Linked DNA regions of Macaca mulatta: region 2 is linked to region 1. Evidence: chromatin contacts called from public Hi-C data. All regions are on one chromosome and are shown on one strand. Each heading gives the region's core, a stretch centred on a gene start, on an enhancer-like site or on the middle of the called end of the contact. The rest is flanking DNA. Distances are from core to core; before and after follow the strand shown. Region 1 holds the start of TRAF5 (TNF receptor associated factor 5). Region 2 holds the start of LOC711961 (putative uncharacterized protein encoded by LINC00467 homolog).

The links. A called contact is a pair of places that touch in the nucleus more often than the background predicts.
Region 2: a contact with region 1 is called in a Hi-C map of fetal cortex germinal zone, with 1.6 times the contacts expected there. The contact joins the promoter of LOC711961 here to the promoter of TRAF5 in region 1. A contact is called at or near these places in 3 of 14 Hi-C or Micro-C datasets (cortical neurons, fetal cortex germinal zone and liver).

What each region holds. Positions count from the first base shown.
Region 1 is chr1:69,061,408-69,065,977 of T2T-MMU8v2.0, reverse strand. It overlaps TRAF5 (TNF receptor associated factor 5), which reads right to left and starts at 2,973. Exons shown (of 11, transcript XM_077937158.1): 1 at 2,911-2,973.
Region 2 is chr1:69,117,430-69,121,856 of T2T-MMU8v2.0, reverse strand. It overlaps LOC711961 (putative uncharacterized protein encoded by LINC00467 homolog), which reads right to left and starts at 1,841. Exons shown (of 6, transcript XM_077937318.1): 1 at 1,702-1,841.

The sequences.
Region 1 (4,570 bases), core at 1,724-4,223:
CACCTCTGCCCCAACACACACAGACACTCACCTGCTACACCTCTACTGGAGCTAGAACTCCTATCCAGAACCCCAGAAAAAGCCACAACCTGGGCAGATAAAAGCTCTTCAGAGACTGAGTCAGACACTAACCCCGATCAGTGACAAGGTCAGGCAGCTTTTGATGACTGTCGCGCTGGTTCTCTCGTCCTCCTCCTGCCCAGAATTCTGGCTTCCTTTAGTTAAGAAACTATGGGAAAAGCACAGGAATTGGAGAAAGAAGACTTGGAGTTGGGTCCTGCCCCAACCCTATATGCTGTGAGGTCTTTTAAATCACTTCTGAGCCTCAGCTTGCAACCAGGTAAAGTGGAAGGAATAGCATCTGCCTCTCCCTTCTCTTGAGGAGGTAGTGAGAAATTAATCAGATGAGATGGGCTTCTTGTAAGCTGTACAGTGTTATTCTAATTTCTGGATTTAAGCAAGTCCTGCAGCGAGCTCAACCTCTCTCTCCCAAGCCTACCCAGCACTTGTCCCTGGAAGCTCAGACCCCAAGGGAGACACACCCTGAATGAATTTAATTCGATTCAGCAAACATCTGTTTAGGCCTACTCTATGCCAGGTTCCAAGACACACATGAAAACAGACACGCGTCTTGCCCCGAGTTTGCCTGGCTGGGCAGAGCTAACAGAGTGGATGCCTGTTCCTGTGGTGGTTAGGCCAGAGCCTCCAGCAGAACTTGCTCCATGTTGCTGGGGACAGACCACAGAGGCATTATCAGAATCTGGGTCCCCTTGCTGACCCCTCAGACAGAGGAGGAGGTGGGCAGATATGGCTCTCTGAGAAGCCAGGGTGAGGGGCCTGGAGCAGGGGAACCAGACACCTCAATGCTCTGGGCCTGGTCCAGCAGTGGAGCTCAGGGACCTATTTACCCCCTCAGTGCTTCACCCTCACAATCTGAGAGATGTAGAGAATAAGCCTGCTCTCACGAGGGCATCATGGAGGACAAAATGAGAACAAAACGACAAGGGCAAAGAGAAAATGCTCTGCAAAGGAATGAGCTTTACAAACAAATAATTATTTTTCCTTCAAGGTGCTCCCCAGTAAAGCTGAGCTAATCACAGAAGGTTGGTCTAAGTACTGAGGTGCCTTTCCCATTGCTAGCCTAACAAGAGTGACTCTGAGGCATCTAGCTCCCCGACTGTGCAAATCATCCCCTCTGAAACATCCCAGTCCCTATCATTAGGACATTCAGTAGACGGCAGCTCTTTTTCACATTCTTTCCATCGCCCTACTACCCAAGTCCAGCGAGTGATGCTTGCTGACAGAGGGAAACACCACCATCCTACCCTGCCCATCACAACAGGCCTCAGCCCAGAGGCCGTGGGAGGAGTATCCTTCTCCATCACTTCCCCTGTTCCAGATGCTGGCTCAGACACTTTCTCCTGCCTCTGTCCAGGACCCAGGGATCTGAGAGTTGATCCATTCCACAGAGTTACAACAAAAACAGTAACTGTAACAAAATCAAAAACCTTTACAGAAGCTAGGCGTTTTCCACTTCCATCTTACGTGCATCGTTCCTGCAGCAATTTCTGTCTTTCTAGTTCAAATTAGAGTTAGGGATGGAAGTGTTTCCACCCAAACCACCAATTACATTAACACCCCTGTTTTCAGCTTTGTGAGTACATAAGGCAGAGCAGCTGTGCTGGGATTTGTGAGGTCCTAGCCCAGCCTTTTGCTGCCTAAAATTATCTCGCACACACCCAGAACTGTTCTATTCCCAGAAATGGTTCAACTAATTTCTTTGCATCTCAGGTCTTCCAGAGCCCTTTTAAAATGCAAGTATCTCTGGAGGAAATAATCATATTCCATTGGCCCCAGCCCAGTTCTCACACAGCACCTGCCCAATAAATATTTACAGAATTAACTGTTTACCAGATGCCCATCTTCACAGGAGGTGGGTCAGAGCCCAGGGCTATGGAGGGTAGGGGCTGCAGGGGCAACCCTGGCAGGGAGCCTCGCCTGGTTTCACCAACCTCAACGCTCGCCTGGTGCCACAGCGAGATAACTGAGTTCTCATGAAAGTAAATCTGAAATACCCAAATATGGAAACTTAGCAGAAGGAGGCAGAATGAGCAGAGAAAGTCGGCCAGCCAGAGTGGCCCAGTGGGACCCGCGGCAAGAGCTTGGCCCCGAACATTCTCAGAACCACGAAGACCCTGCAGAACAGGAACAAAGTGGAGACAATCTGGTACGGAGAACTCAGAATCTGCGAGTTCTCTGGGTGCCTCTGGGCAACTCCTTCCACCTCTCGGAACTTTGGTTTGCGTCAAGGCTCGTTAGAGCTGGCCTTCTGGGGGAGGGGGTATCTGCTTTCTAAAGGAAGACGCGTAAACGAACAGCTAGTGGAGGCTTCCATTCCTGGCAATCCTGACGTTTCATTCTGGAGTTGCTTTGATTGGAAAGCCCTGCAAAGGTGGAGGGGGTGCCTTCGGGTTCGGAAGGGGGCCAGGGCCTGGTTTGCAGTGCGGGTGTGCGGGACGTGCCTGAAAGTCCTCCCCACCAGCGCACCCCGACAGAACGTGGCCCCTCCGGTCCACAGCCGCCCTCTGGACCAGCTCCCCAGCTCGGGACCCCCAGTCTCCGCCCTCGCCACACCTCTCCCCGGCTAAGAAAACCCGCTCCGCACCGCACCCGCTGTCCCGGGGCAGTCGGCGGTCACCTGCCCCGCCGGTCTCCCGCGAGCCCGGGACCCTCCGCCTCCCTCGGCCCAGCCGCCGCCTCGCGCCCTCCCTGCCGGTCGGGGACCGGCCGGACGCCAGCAGGCGCTTTCGGTTTCAAAGTAACTGGGACGAGATGAAAAGCCCTCGTCGGTGTCCCCACCCCGGACCTTCCGCCGCGAGGGTGCCCTGGGCGGCGATCCGCCGGACTCACGTGGGGCTCGGCGCGCGGCCTCCGCGGGGCCGGTCTGCAGGCGCGCAGCTGCTCCGGGGCTGCGCCCGGCGGCGGCGGCGGCGAAGCGGGGGCGAGGCCTGGGGCGGGGCCCGGGCGCGGGCGGAGGGGCGCGGGCAGGCGCAGGGGAAGAGCGGACGCGCAGGAAGGGGTCGGGCGGAGGCTGAGACCGTCACCCAGGCGGTTGGAAAGCTAACCTACCCGCTTCAGAACCGTTAGTATCTACAAGTCTAGTCATCTGATTTCCCTCACGTGCGTTCGAATTGTGGACGTCTTGCTCTTCCGTCAGGCAAGATAAGGCTCAGCCAGTCCTTTTCTGTGTTGACCTATTTGCTCAAGGCCTTGAGAGCTGGCTCAAATCAGTCCTTCCCGGACTTTCCTTCAGGGTAGCACAAATTTGCCAGCCCTCCTCTTGCTGTTGGCCTGTTGGCCTAACACCACCAATCTCTGAGAGTTGTAGAGCTCCCCGTTATGTCAAGGGTTGGCTTCCCAAGCATCTCCTGTGGTCCTCAAAACAAGCTGGTGAAGTAGGCCTGGTCATCCCCATTTTACAGATGAGCTCTCTGAGGGCCAGAGCAGCAACGTGGAGTGACGTACCCAAGGTGAGACACACTCAGCAAGCTCTGCAACTGGAACTTGAATCCAAGTCTCTCTCTCTCTCTCTTTATTTATTTTATTTATTTTTTATTTCATTTTATTTTTTGAGACGGAGTCTCGCTCTGATGCCAGGCTGGAGTGCGGTGGCGTGATCTCGGCTGACTGCAACCTCGGCCTCCCAGGTTCAAGCGATTCTCCTGCCTCAGCCTCCCGAGTAGCTGGGATTACAAGCATGCGCCACCACGCCCGGCTAATTTTTGTATTTTTGGTAGAGACGGGGTTTCACCATGTTGGCCAGGCTGGTCTCATCTCTTGACCTTGTGATCCACCCTCCTCGCCCTCCCAACAGGCCTGAGCCACCGCGCTCAGCCTGCGCACTCTTAAATATGAGCTCTTTCTTACAATATGTTCTCTCCAAAGGCAATACATTCTATATAAATGAAATGAACCAAAATTCCAATTCTATCTAGATCCTTTACTTTCAGTTAGGCCACCGTGGGAAAAGTACTTGACTGTTCTGAGTTTCAGTTACCGTACTTGTCAATAAAAGGGGAGAATAATATACACCTTGGGAGTCAAAAACTCAGATGTGCTCAGGAGCTGGGCAGGAAACATACAGGAGGGAGGCAGAGGTGGTCATGGAGAAAGGAGGGAGGCGCTGGTGCCTCCAGCAGCAGGTGGAGGATCTAGTGGAGCAGCCACCACCCAGTGCCAGCCTATTGTTACCTGATCTCTTATTTCTCAAAAGAGCCAGAAATCCAGATCCAAACCTTTTTTGGTTGGTGAGTTAGATTAACCGCTCCGTGGGGGAGATGCACTGGTGGGTGTTGCTTCGGTACTCTAGATCTGTCTCATAATCTTCTCATGAGAATTAAATGAGACAGCATTCCTGTACACCTGACACAGAGTAGGTGCTTAGTGAACCCAAGTTCTCCTCTCTGTTCTGCCATACACTATAGTTTCCCACTCTTTGTGTGTGTGTGTATTTTTTGAGAGAGGTTCTCACTCTGTCACCCAGGCTGAGTGCAGTGGCATGATCACAGCT
Region 2 (4,427 bases), core at 592-3,091, 57 kb before region 1:
GGAGGGTCTACTGATTTTATTAGATACTCAAAACGAGAAAACTGTACTCTGAATCCTTCAACCTTGTCTCTGTATTGAGAACATACTACAGGCGGGGTGCAGTGGCTTATACCTGTAATCCCAGCACTTTGGGAGGCCAAGGTGGGAGGATTGCTTGAAGCCAGGAGTTCAAGACCAGCCTGGGCAACATAGTGAGACCCTGTCTCTACACAAAATACAAAAATTAGCCGGGTGTGGTGGTGCACACCTGTAGTTCCAACTACTCAGGAGGCTGAGGTGGAGGCTGCAGTGAGCTTTGATCACGCCACTGCACTCCAGCCTGGGTGACAGAGTGAGATCCTGTCTCAAAAAAAAAACAAAACAAAAAAAACTAACAACAAACTACAGCCTCCACCTCCGTCAACAGTGAGTACAGAGTAATCACTCCTCTCTCTGAACTTTGATTTATAATATTTTAGTGACCCAGCCTAACCTTAACATTTTACTGATAAGTAAACAAATCTAGCACTTACCTGATTTGTCCAAAGTTGCTCTTATACAATTTGTAATCTGTGCAACTGAAATGGGATTTATCTGCTATTTTATGTGGCCTTTTTATGAAGGCCTTTTCATGTTTCCCCTTCAGGTTGGAACTAAACCTCAGAGTTCTTCAAAACCCCAATTATCTTTATTATCTTACATAAGCTAGCTGCCCAAATGTTTGCTGAGAATAGTGATAACCATTGTCATATTGAGGTAGAGGAAGGGGGCTGGTTAGTGGGTACTGGTTTAGGGGTACTTTTTTAAGGAAGCATGAGCACATTTTGGATATGCAAAATATTATTAAGTTTGGAGCTTAGATTTGGTAAAACAACACTTAAGGGTCTGTGTAAGGAGAGCTCTGAGAAAAGGGTTCTCAGACAGAACCCAAATTTCTCAAGAAGAACCCTCTAAACAGCATTAACGAAAAAAATTCCTCTGTAGAAGCAACTAAAAAAAAAAAAAGGAATACTCAGTATTTGGAAAAGCGAAAGGAATGAATGATAATAACGCCAGACTGAGTAAGCTACACAATAAATTCAAATTTGAACCCTACCACATCCAACCTATGTTGCCTTGGGCAAATTATTAAACTTTTCTGTGCCTCAATTTTCTCATGTCTGCCTACTTAAGGACTGCGTGGGAAGATTAAATAAAATGCATGTAAAGTGCTTAGGTCACTGCTTTACTCTCAAGGCACTCTTAAGGGTTTGAGAAGGGAGGGAGGGGCGTGAAGTGGAATGGTCCGTGGTACATCTTTGTTACGAGGCGGTAGGATTCTGAAACAGAGGGCATAGTCACAAAGAAAGTTGGAGTAAGAAGTGGTGGTGGGAGCATCACATTCTCCTGGTGAGTATCTGAGGACCCGTCACAACTGTAGGAAGCGGAAGGGCTAAGGGTCAGGCCAAGAGTACATCCTCCAGGGTGCATCTGAGAAGTCGAGTACTAGCGCTTAAATGCTATGAGAGCTTTCATGACAAAGGACACATCTTCTGAGGAAACTCAGAGCTTGGGAGAGGCCTTACTAGCGGGGCACGAGGCAGAGCGGGGCTACCAACAGTCCCCTCGGAGTGACCAAGGGGGCCGTTGAGGAAAGAGTCAGGTGGTAAGAAAATGACGGCGCGGCCTCTACCGGTTTGCCTTCGCACAATAGCCACACCCCCGGCTGGAACGGTCACTTACTGGAAACTGAAGAGAAACAACCTATTGGTCCAGCTTGACAACCTCAACCCGACCGAAGGTGCCGAGCAACCAGTGCGGCGAGGGCCGCGAAACCCAACGCCCGACCGCGTAGGAAACGCCAGAGCGCGCGCACGCGCAACAGCCGACCAGAAAAGTCCGGCCTACGCCACAGAACTGGGCGGGAGCGGAAGCGACTCTTCCGGTCGCGCGAGCCTCATGCAGGGGCTGCTGGCGCGCAGGGAGGAGAGGGGCGCGGGGACTCAGGCTGCAGTTTTTCTGACCGCGGCTGCACCCCTCTCGAAGCGTTTACACGCACATGTGAGGAACCTCACAACCTGGGGCCGATTTCTGTAGTAGATTGGCGCCAAATGGCAGATTTCCAGGGATTTGTTTGGGATTCCGTATTTTTGTAGATTTGCCAAGATTGGATACTAGTACAATATTGATAATTGCCATCCAGCAATGTGGCTATTTTTTTTTTTTAATTAATTCAGTTCTTCCTTTGTTTTTCAGGTAAAGTGTTGCAGTTTGCTTGGTGGTGTGCGCATTTAACATTTTTCGTAGCTATTTTTGTTGTTGTTGTTTGTTTTACTAATAGACTATTAATCCATTAGTACCCTTGTATAAGTATGGCTTTTGATTATTGATCTATCTGGACATTTCACTAAACCTTCGTATTTGAAAAATTTGACAGGCAGTCCTCTTTGATTTGTAGGTAAGAATTTATCTGTAAAGAACAATTCTGGCTTTTCCGAAGAATCCAACGCAACACTGAATAGTAGCCACGGAGGCACTTATTTCTTACCAGGAGTTATTTTGGATTGCATCTTAGGTTTCATTCAAGACATCTTCTGCAGGTTTATGGTGTGTGTGTGAGTGGGTGTATAGGCAAATTATGTTCTTTTCGTAGTTTACCATTTCATTTTTTTTTTAAATCAGCAAATGACTAAGTTTTACCAAGTATTTTCAGTGTCAGTCTTTGATTGTATGGCCTTTATTCCATTACTCTACAATAAAATAACTACAACAATAGATTTTCTAATGGTGAGCCATCCTTACAATCCTGGTATGTTATTTTTTCAGTATATTGCTGGATGCAATTTGCTGTGTATTTAATTTTGGATTTTCATGTATGCACGTAAGTTAGATTGGCGTATGGTTTTCTTTTGCTGTCCTTGTCCTTTGGTATCAGGTTGTGCTAGGAGTCAGCCAGATTAATTTATTTTTATACGACCTGGAATAGACATAACATGTGTGAATGACACATTCCTTAGGTTTTGAAGAACTCATCTTTAAAGCCTTCTGGGTGTGGGGCCATCTTAATGGATAGTTTTGTTTTTAATATAGCTTCCATGGTTATTGATACATGGAATTGTTTATTTTGCTTCTTGAAAAAATTAGTTTTTTCTAGAAAAGTATTGGCCGGGCGCGGTGGCTCACGCCTGTAATCCCAGCACTTTGGGAGACCGAGGCGGGCGGATCACGAGGTCAGGAGGTGGAGACCATCCTGGCTAACACGGTGAAACCCCGTCTCTACTAAAAATACGAAAACGAAAACTTAGCCGGGCGTGGTGGCAGGCGCCTGTAGTCCCAGCTACTCCGGAGACTGAGGCAGGAGAATGGCGTGAACCCGGGAGGCAGAGCTTGCAGTGAGTCGAGGTTGCGCCACTGCACTCCAGCCTGGAGGACAGAGCGAGACTCCGTCTCAAAAACAAACAAACAAACAAACAAATATATATATATGTAAGAATATATAAGAATGGTTGACAACAATATGAGATTTTTTTTAAATGTTAGAAAATGTACCTGAAATATATATATACATATTTTTTGAGACGGAGTCTCGCTCTGTCGCCCAGGCTGGAGTGCAGTGGCGTAACCTCGGCTCACTGCAAGCTCCGCCTGCCGGGTTCACGCCATTCTCCTGCCTCAGTCTCCTGAGTAGCTGGGACTACAGGCGCCCGCCACTACGCCCGGCTAATTTTTTGTATTTTTAGTAGAGACGGGGTTTCACCGTGTTAGCCAGGATGGTCTCGATCTCCTGACCTCGTGATCCGCCCGCCTCGGCCTCCCAAAGTGTTGGGATTACAGGCGTGAGCCACCGCGCCCGGCCACATATATATTCTTATATATTGTATTGGAGTGTTTTTCTTGATCATATTTATCAAACCAGCTTTTGGTTTTACAGATAAAATCTGTCTTAAAAGTAATTTATCTTTCATTAATGTATGCCTTCATTAATTTCTTATTTCTTTGGGTTTATTTTGTTCTTTTTATAGAATCTCGAGTTGAAAGCTTAACTTTCCTTTAAAATGTTTAATACGAAATATTACCAGAATGTAGTTACAGAAAATAATATAATGAACACTTGTATACCGACCATCTAGCTTTATCCCATTTTAACATTTTCTCGTATTTGCTTCAGATTTTAACATTCAGTTAGAGCTCCTTGTAAAACGGTCTGCAATCTCATTCTCCCTCTCTTCCTCTCTGCAATTAACTACTACTTGAATTTGGTATGTCATTCCCATGAAAGCTTTTTTATATGCTCCACATACATGTAGCGATGTTAAGTAACATACAGTACTGTTTTATGCTTTTTAAACCTAATATAAATGATATTCATGTCACTTGCTTTTGTCACCTATAATTATGTATGTAAAATTTATCCAGGTTGATTCCTGTAGTTCTAGTTTTTTAACTGCTGAATAGTATTCCATTGTATA